Linked DNA regions of Zea mays: region 2 is linked to region 1. A link is a contact called in public Hi-C data. All regions are on one chromosome and are shown on one strand. The core of a region is the stretch at or near the end of the contact, and the rest is flanking DNA. Distances in the headings are between cores, read along the strand shown. Region 1 holds the start of LOC100272369 (Peptidase M50 family protein). Region 2 overlaps LOC111591143 (a long non-coding RNA gene).

Region 1 (4,477 bases), core at 1,088-3,587:
CTAAAATAAAACACACCAATTGACTCCCACAATAGCATCTAGAAAATAAAAAAGATTACGGTACATAAGGTTTGTATACCTAGGGGGGAAAATATAACCAAAGCTTAACTTCATCCACATTACATCCGAAGATATGGGACCTGCTAAACCCACTACACATTGATGACAAATGATAAGAGCATGAGCCCAAAAAAACATAGAAATTGAAGATATATAAACTACAGATTAATATTATTCAATGTAGTTACTAATAACGATATCGACTGGTGCACTTAATTAAATGTTTTTAAGAATACTTAACATTATCACAATGCCTAGTAGAGTCGTAAACAAATATGTGAGGAAGCTACAAGCCAAGCCAAAAAAGGTTAAACTCCTTTGGAAATACTGAACCACTAAAAGGAAATCCGCATACTTCAGATCATAAGGACTTAATCAGTAGAATTACCGTTGTCAATTCTATACACTAGTAAAATTAACTATTTAACAATTGGCCACCATCAATTTAGGATTTAGGAACAAAATGTAAAATCTCAACACCTCCTCCTGTCTAAAGCAGCAATCCATCCATTCAACTTATGTAGAATTATATAGTTATACATACATTGTAAATTATCACATAATCATGTTCTTTTGTGATTGTAAAGGCACTACAACGGGTGGTTATAATTGTTTGAGCAGCAACAATAGGTAACACCAAGGGATATTGGGATCCATGATGCAAACAAACATCTTTCAACTTGGTAATACATAACATATAGAGAACATTGGAATAATCATTGGACATCAACTTACCAAGGATATACTGACTAAAGCAATGAGAGATAGATAAACACCTACAGAAAACCATGCTCTCATATATCTGTGGGGGGAAAAAGAAAGAAAACTTGTTATAACTTCAAGAAGTAATGAAAGCTTTTGGTCAACATTCTGAATGTGGCAAAGAAACTGCACTTCAGCATTAACATCATTGTTTAAGAAGTAACTGAAAAGTGAAAACAACAAAAAAAAAATTGAATACAAACATGTGTACAGTGCATCTACAAATATCCATGGGTCTAGTTAAGAAAAAATCTGAAAGGAGATCACAAAAGTTCAGCAAAATTCATCAGTGGAAGGAAAACAGACAAAGGATCTGGTCTAAAAAGTACATATTGTTTAATATGGTGCTACCGCAATTTATCAATAAATACAATACAAACAGAGCTATATCCTTAAGATTTCAGAGAAGAAAACAAAATAAGGACCCAAGATGACAGGGTTTTTTGGCTAACTTTTATGGTGAATTGGCTGCAAAAAAATAAACGAAAACAGTGCATATATATAAGGTTTGAAAAAAGCACAGGGCATTCAATTCAGAGTCTTCAACCAAATGCTATGGAATTGAGAGTTCAGACAACAAAATATTACCACCTGAATTTTCCACTCATGCGGAAAATTAGGAACAAAATAAGAATATTCATAAGCTAAGCCAAACCATACCTAGCATACTTCCACCCCAAATTGAAGAGGGCGTCGTTTAAGGAATATATCTTGCAGTCACAATAACTGAATTTTGTACATCCACAATAAGAGAGAAAAAAATAAGTGTCAACTCCCTCTACTTTCTTAAAAATGAAGAAAGAAATAAAAGACGAGAGAGGAATCAAGTAAGGATGCTATTTAGATCGACCTTCAACAGTATAGAGAGTGATAGGTAAGAGACCGTGCAGTTCACTAACCAGCAGGAGATGGAGTGCTCGGTCCGGCGGGAAGCAGCGGTCGTGGTCGTGGGCAGGGACGCCGGTGCCCGCCCCCGCCGCCTGCTGCGGCCAGCGCTGATCATAGCGGCATGGAGTGCAAGGATCTATTTCTTCTGTCAAAAAGATAGACTAGGTTTGAGCAATGATGTCTAGAAGCTCGGCCGCCTGGCTCCGCAAGCTTCTGAAACCCTCCTAGGCTCCACGTCTGGCGGAGCACAACCGAAAATGTGTACCCGAACCCAGCACGCAAAACGCAATCTACTGCTGCTCACAGCTATCAGTCAGCAGCCCAGCACACAGCTATGTGCTAGCAGCCCAGCACACATGTTGTTGTAGCCTAGAACTACGTCATCATAAGAAAGCTTACCTCGACACCTCATCACAGGCAAGGAATCCCAAAAGCTTACCTCGACACCTTCCAGATTCGGCAGGGCCGCAGCCCGCAGTGCAAGTGGAGGCGTGCTCGCACTGGGCAGGCGGCGTCACCTTCTAAGTTGCGAGCAAGCAAGCAGCGGCGAGGGCGCGCAGAGTAGCGCAAGCGGCGGCGCCGGCACGGCTGGAACCTAGAAGTGGAGTGGTGGTAACTGGAAACAAGCGGTGGAGTGAAACGTGGAAGCCTGGAAACTACCTGGTGGCAGCGACCATCTTTAGGTTTTTTTTTTCCTTCCTTCAGGCTTCGACGAATTCCTGGCCCATAAAGGCCCTAAGAAGCCCACTGTCCATGCATCATAGCGTCCACATATGACAGACTAGAGACCCAGTCACTCAGACAGGCAGATTCGAATGCAGAGACCACACTCTACAAGACCGGGTATACCTTCCCCATAGGTAATGGGGTTCAGGTTTATACCTCCCAAACCCAAACCCGCCATACCTGATGGGGAAAGAATTTCTCCCAAATCTATCCTCATAGAGATTAATTTTAACTCATACCCTAACACTAATAGAGGAATTTTCCGTGGGTAATCGGATTTCGGGGCCCATTGACATCTCTACCCAAGATCGACTACAACACAGAGCAAACAATCAGACAGAAATTTATCCACAAATGTTATCAAGACCAACTACAGCACAGACTAAACGACTATATTTTATTCAGAGTCTTTTTATTAAACAGGTAGCACGCGTCTAATTTAACATGCGCCCCCGAAACTGCAAACGCAAGGCTCACACGGGCCAGCAGGGAGGCCGCCACGGACGCGCTACCGCAGGGCACGAGCGAGTTCAGGGCATGTTTGGGAATGCAGTTTTGAAATAATGTAGTTTAGAGATGCCATAGTTTACAATTATACATGACATAAATACTACGGTATTGTTTTACCACAATAAAACTACAGTATCGCTCAAAACCGAGATCTGTTTGGCTCCATTGGAAAAACAAAGTATATGTAGAGAGAAGAGAAGAAAACTGAGGTCCTGAGTGGAGTTTCGAAAACTCCAAAAATACCACAGTTTTGGGTAAACCATGGTATTTAAAACTGAGTTTTGCCTGTACAAACCAAACACCTTTTGAGCTCCTATAATATAGTATCATCAAATATCATAGTATTGTTTCAAAACTGCAAAAAAATACTACAATTCCAAACAGGGCCTTAGGCTAGAAAGATGCGCTCCTGCGAACCACACGCCACGGTCGCGGTAGGAGCTTTCCCGTGTGACGTTAGTGATGGTAATAGACTCTATATTTTATACTATAAAAAATGTAAGGGTCAAATCGAAATAGAATATATTTTATTCATATTCTTTATAACTAAAATTAGTTAAGAGTGATAATTTATTGTGAAGAAACATTTGGATCGTGATTCATTACCATCTTTATGCGTAGTGTGTCTCAGCGTGCCAGCGCATGTGCGAGTGTGGTGTGGTTGTGTTAGAGCCAAAGGAAATGAGCCCGCTATTGACCTACGGTGCACGCCAAGACGAAGCCATAGAGGCGGAGCGCCAGACGCGGAGTTGGTTGTGGGACCCGAGATATGGCATGGGCCATACTTCGCTAAATTGGGCCCTCTGCCATACAAGAGAATTATGTTGGATAGAGTGGAGCGCGGCGAGAGCTGGCGGGAGAGATTTGCTACTTTGCGTGACCTTTGGAAATTTGTCATTAGGCCAAAGAAATTTTAAACACATAAATTATAGATAAAAATAACATGATAGCAAAAAGCAACTTAGTGTTCTGGATTAGGTGTTCATTTGAGCTCATTTCAAACGTGCATGTTGCCTACCCACTCCCAAAGATAATCTGCATAAATGTTGTAATACTTTGTGGTTAGGTAAATTGGGGTGGCTAACCTTGAGGTAACCTATGTAGTGCTCCTCATCAAGGACTGTCATGTAGAAGTCTTCATCTCAAAGTGCCCCACTTAGGTCTTACATCTTACATATTTGACACCATCTATTTCACCATTTACGAAGATGGTTGCACACCTAGGTGCTTGTCACCTCTTGTTAAATGAAATCACTCATAGCTCCAGCAACAATGTTAAGGTGCACCTATTTGAACTTTTTATTAGGCCTCACCCCTTCCTCAACTGGTTCACATTGCCTGCATTAGCAGCCTAGCACTCATGAGCCTCAACATCACCACCCACCTAGCCATGAACTATATATATTATAGAAATAACAAAGTGAGGCAATCAAAGTACATTGTGATAACTAAAATTAGCTCCAAAAGTGTGTTTTGTTGAATATGAGCTTTCCAACACTTCTAGATATATCAAATAGGGTCCTATGTGTGT
Region 2 (4,537 bases), core at 703-3,202, 84 kb before region 1:
TAGTCTCTAACATATTTGGCTATAGAGAATAAAAATATTCAGAGCACGTTAAATTAATCATAAGGAGATCAAAATACACCTTAGCATTTTCCCACAATTAGTGCAACTGAAATAAACGAGAGCCAAAAAAGTGAAATTAATATGGTTTAGTTTCTTTTAGTTATCCTTTGAGGGACTAGATACTAAAACAGTTTAGTCTTAACGTTTGATAATTTAGAAACTAAATGAGACTAAAATAAAGAGACTAATTTTTAGTCGCTCAAACCAAACGAAGCCTTAGCTGGGAAAGATATGTGTGTTACCCTAAATAGGAACCATTGTCATCCGTCACCGGTACAGAGTATCGGTGTCAACGACGACGTTATGCAAGGAAGAAGAAGCGCTCGGCGGCGGCGACATCACGAGTAGCGCTTGGGGAAGGCCAGGAACGTATAGTGTGTTTGGTTTGAGGGATAGAGTGATCCATCTTCTTCTTACTCCTCATTTTTTTATTTGGTTTGTGGAATAGAATGAGTTGATCCATCACCACCTCATTCCTCATAAGCTAATAATTAGTATATAGATGAGGAGTGAGTTGATTTTACCAAAATTGATGGAATGAACTTATGATGCATCATCTTATAAAGTATAAAGTGACTCCACAAACCAAACACACTAGTAGAATAGACTGTAATTGGTGGATGACAACCAAACAACAAGTATCGAATTAATTAATACAACCTCAATTATTCACTCCGATCCAATCTGAAATTACCCAAACAAACCCGTAATCCGTTTGCTTTACGTTTTCGTTTATCGTTGAACCAAACACCATCACTGTCCACTTCCACCCCATGCATCGCGCGTCGATTAGGAGGGGGCATACCTACACCTGCAGTAGAGCGACTACTATACCCTGTGACGGTACACACTACACATGGCAACAGGCAAGGCAACGCACCGTCCTTTTTTTTTCTTGAAAGGTCTCAAGACCATATGCTATGCATCTCCCATTGCTGACATGCATATGCATAGAATGGGAGGAGAGAGTACTGGCACGTATTATATGCGGACACGTAGCTGATCGGCGGCAGTACGTACGTGCAGTGCCATATATATCCAAGTCACGCTAGCTGATTGTCAGACCAACGTGGAGTGTCTCCTCTCGTTGAAGCAGCGCACGTACCCAAACCATGTAGTATGCTGTATGTATGCATGCATACACCAATCCGGCAACCGCGTACGGACCATTACCGAAGGCCAGGCCGACAACAAGCCAGTAGCCACTAGCCAAGGGCATGTATAGTGAGTGCGACGATGATATGATATCGCCGGATGACCCGGATCGATACGCATCTCTTCTTTTTTACCTAGGTTTTTGTGCAGAGGAGATCGGTCATCGACGAGAGCCCACCACTGCACAATAATCTATCGCTGCAGACGTAGCTAAATATCTCGGCCCTTCGCCGGGCCACTACTCGCATGGCGTTGGATGCGGTGGTGGGCCGGCCGCGGGTTTCCCGGCGTTTGGTAAGCTAGTACGGCTCTCGCCGTCCGAATCAGCGCTGCGTGTTCGATGTCGGGACGGGACGGGACAGCGCACGCCGCGGAGTCCGTCCGTCCGTCCCCCGCTCGTGCAAGCGCCGCGCGTGGGCCTGCCTGCCCTCTGCAGTTCGCTCGCCGGTCGGTGGGGCGGAAAATGGCAAACCTTGAACCGTCGGTCTGACGGCACAGTTCAGGCTTTCAGCTGGGCGGGCCGTTGAAGTTGGGTTTTTTGGTTTTTTTTATAATTTTTTATTCGTGAGATTGGGTTTAAAACAAGTCAAAAACAGATATAAAACCAGGATACAGATATACGGAAACAGATATAAAAACATGATACAAACATAAATGCACCGCACCATATATGGTGTGTTCCTAGCCGCCGTCCAAGCAACAATACGACCATGCAGTCTCAGTGGTGCGGGCGTGGGCCTCGTCACGTGGGGTAGGCACGCAACACGCAAAGGTGAAAGGGTAGATTGGGCTGCAAGGTGGGCCAACCATCAAGTGTGGTACTGGGCTGTTTGATTATTGGGCTCAGCCTAGATTTTTTAAATACGGTGTTTTGGATAGGATTAAACGGGTTGGGATTTTGGGATCTCTATCATCTTACTCATCTTTATTCCCAGATTCAAACTCCACTCTGTACAAAACAGTGTTTTGAATAACCATATGGATAAACTTCTGGACACGGTATCACAAGAAAGCTCTTAGCAAACAAGCTGCCTAAATAATCGTTCAGGCGGTAGAACTAAATAATAATCATTCTTGTTCGCCCTCTCGTCCGTCCTAAGACGATAGTGCTCGATCACCTGGTATGCAATGCAACCCGACCGGGGCCAGGCCGAGCGGCCGGTGGCGGTGGCGGTGGGGGAAGAAAAAAAAAAGGGACGTCAGCCCGTGCAGCCGAGCGCAGAGGACGGGCGGTGATCTACTGTGAAAGGCAGATATGCTACTATCGAGAGCCATGATGGCCTGGGTTTGGGGGCGACAGGCCGGCCGCCCAACCTCTGCACTCCGCGGTGCACCGTCACCACTACTATTTTGAGTGCCTGCCTGCCTGGTGGTACGTTGCTGGAGTGCTGTGGGGACCAGGGGGAAGGTAACCTTTAGCATCGTCGTTGGTTTCTCCGACGCGCCAGAATCAGACTGGGCCAGCGCGGCAGCGGCACTGCGTTTCCCGGGCCTCTGACGACGCGTGCACCGACCGTCCTCGATACGCACCGCTGGTGCCTGGTGGTCCGCCTCCGGATCCGGACCGCCTTGCAACGGTGCTCGCCAGGCCGGTGGAATCCAGCCCGTTACTCTACTCTATCCTTGGTGGATGATCTTATTTCATGATAACTAGTTCACTTTTATTATGTTCCCTGTGAAAATTAGAGCTTGGGATAACCAGATCACGTGCAAAGAAACGTCGATGGCCTCGCTCGTACCCAAAGTCACCGAAACATCCTTGAACTGCCAAATACGAAAAGCATAATTCTGGCCTACAATTGCAAGTACGTGATTAATCGCTTGTACGTACTTATTAATAGATAACAAAAGATTGGAAGATTTTCATTTTAATGACAGGGCACATATAAAGATAACCTTCTACGTACATTTTAGTGGTAGCAATCAGGACCTTCACCGAGTATCGTAATGTCAGGGAAAAAATTAGCTAGGTCTCTGTAGAAAGATTTCTAGGTAAAATCTAGGGATTCAACCACTGGCAATCACTTGTGCGGGTTCTACGTGACGCATAAAATGCACGCATATTCAGTCTTGATGAGTTTAGCAAAGCATGCATATGGAGCCTAGCGTGTATGCATATGGTTTACATTAGATATGTACACATGTTACTTTAATGAAATACACTATTGCTTTATGTAAAACATGCATGCTGTGAATTTCATTACTTTTCTTAATAGTGACCAGAACTTCGAGGCAGAATTACAATACAGGTGGAAAAATACTAGCCGCATAAAAAAATACTACTACCCAGCGTATGGGTCCCGAATATAATGCATCGTTATTGTCACTCCTGCGCAAGCCCCAAATAAAGTACGCCACCGCCGTCGGCCGGTCTAGCCGCTCTGTCTACTAGCCCAAAGCATGCTGCATATGCCTATTATATAGACCTGACCAACAAGTTCATTATAGTTTAAGTTAACTTGTCCTTTTTTTGGAAGGAACTTGTCCTTTTTCCCGGTAAACTGAGCACACCATCGCATATTTAGGGTTGTTTGGTTTTAGTGACTAATTTTTAGTTCCTCTATTTTATTCCACTTTAGTTACTAAATTATTAAATACGGAAACTAAAATAGAGTACTAGTTTCCATATTTAGTAATTTATGGAATAAAGTGAAATAAAGGACTAAAAATTAGTCCTCAGTAACCAAACACTCCCTTAGAAAATATTCGAAAAAATCACATTATTGCATGTTCATCGTCTGTAGTGTTACAGCTAGCTAGTGAGCTAGAAAGACTAACTGCGCGCATGCATGTTCATCGTGCAGACCTACAGATTAATGCATGGGCCGTTCACTGTGCGAGCGAGCTGAAAAAGCGAGGTGCTATGGACCAATGCAATTGACGCACACACCGCGCACCGCACACTCTCTAGTCTCTAGAAACACACGTACGTGGAGCGTGGACGGCAGGTTTGGTATCGATTTGGCCTCGCAAGTTTGAATAACGCCACGCCACCACCTCGTGACGCCTGTACAACAAGGTTTGGTATACAAACTGTCCGGAGTTGAACGGCGACGGAGAAGTCCATGCATGCACCATGCACGCGCAACTGGCCGGTAGGCTGCAGGACAGTACTACTAGGGCGCCATGCATCCTGTGCTACTATTCGCTGGAGAGCTCATCTCGTTGTGCTAGCTGTCGTTGTCCAAATGCAAAACGTGCTTAGGCATGTAATTTTAATTTCACACCGAATTGGAACGAACATCCTTTTTTTCGTAACAGGAGTACATCAGTACTTCCTAACACTCTAACAGGTGCACTCAAGTGTATGGTTGTTCTTTTC

The links. A called contact is a pair of places that touch in the nucleus more often than the background predicts.
Region 2: a Hi-C map of tassel shows a contact between it and region 1, with 2.0 times the contacts expected there. The contact joins the enhancer-like site here to the promoter of LOC100272369 in region 1. A contact is called at or near these places in 4 of 25 Hi-C or Micro-C datasets (ear, leaf, seedling and 1 more).

The regions. Positions count from the first base shown.
Region 1 is chr3:218,913,458-218,917,934 of Zm-B73-REFERENCE-NAM-5.0, reverse strand. LOC100272369 (Peptidase M50 family protein) reads right to left here and starts at 2,337. Exons shown (of 9, transcript NM_001146850.1): 1 at 2,150-2,337; 2 at 1,722-1,855; 3 at 1,483-1,548; 4 at 796-862; 5 at 1-38. The coding sequence starts at 1,825.
Region 2 is chr3:218,997,111-219,001,647 of Zm-B73-REFERENCE-NAM-5.0, reverse strand. It overlaps LOC111591143 (a long non-coding RNA gene), which reads left to right. Exons shown (of 2, transcript XR_002750324.2): 2 at 4,020-4,537. Among protein-coding and RNA genes, the nearest start is that of LOC111591143, 3.2 kb to the left of the region's middle. Within about 2 kb of position 1,952, at least 18 of the 20 cell types and tissues checked have an H3K27ac peak or open chromatin away from gene starts, as enhancers often do. A contact at or near this core is called in ear, leaf, seedling and 1 more, where this site is marked.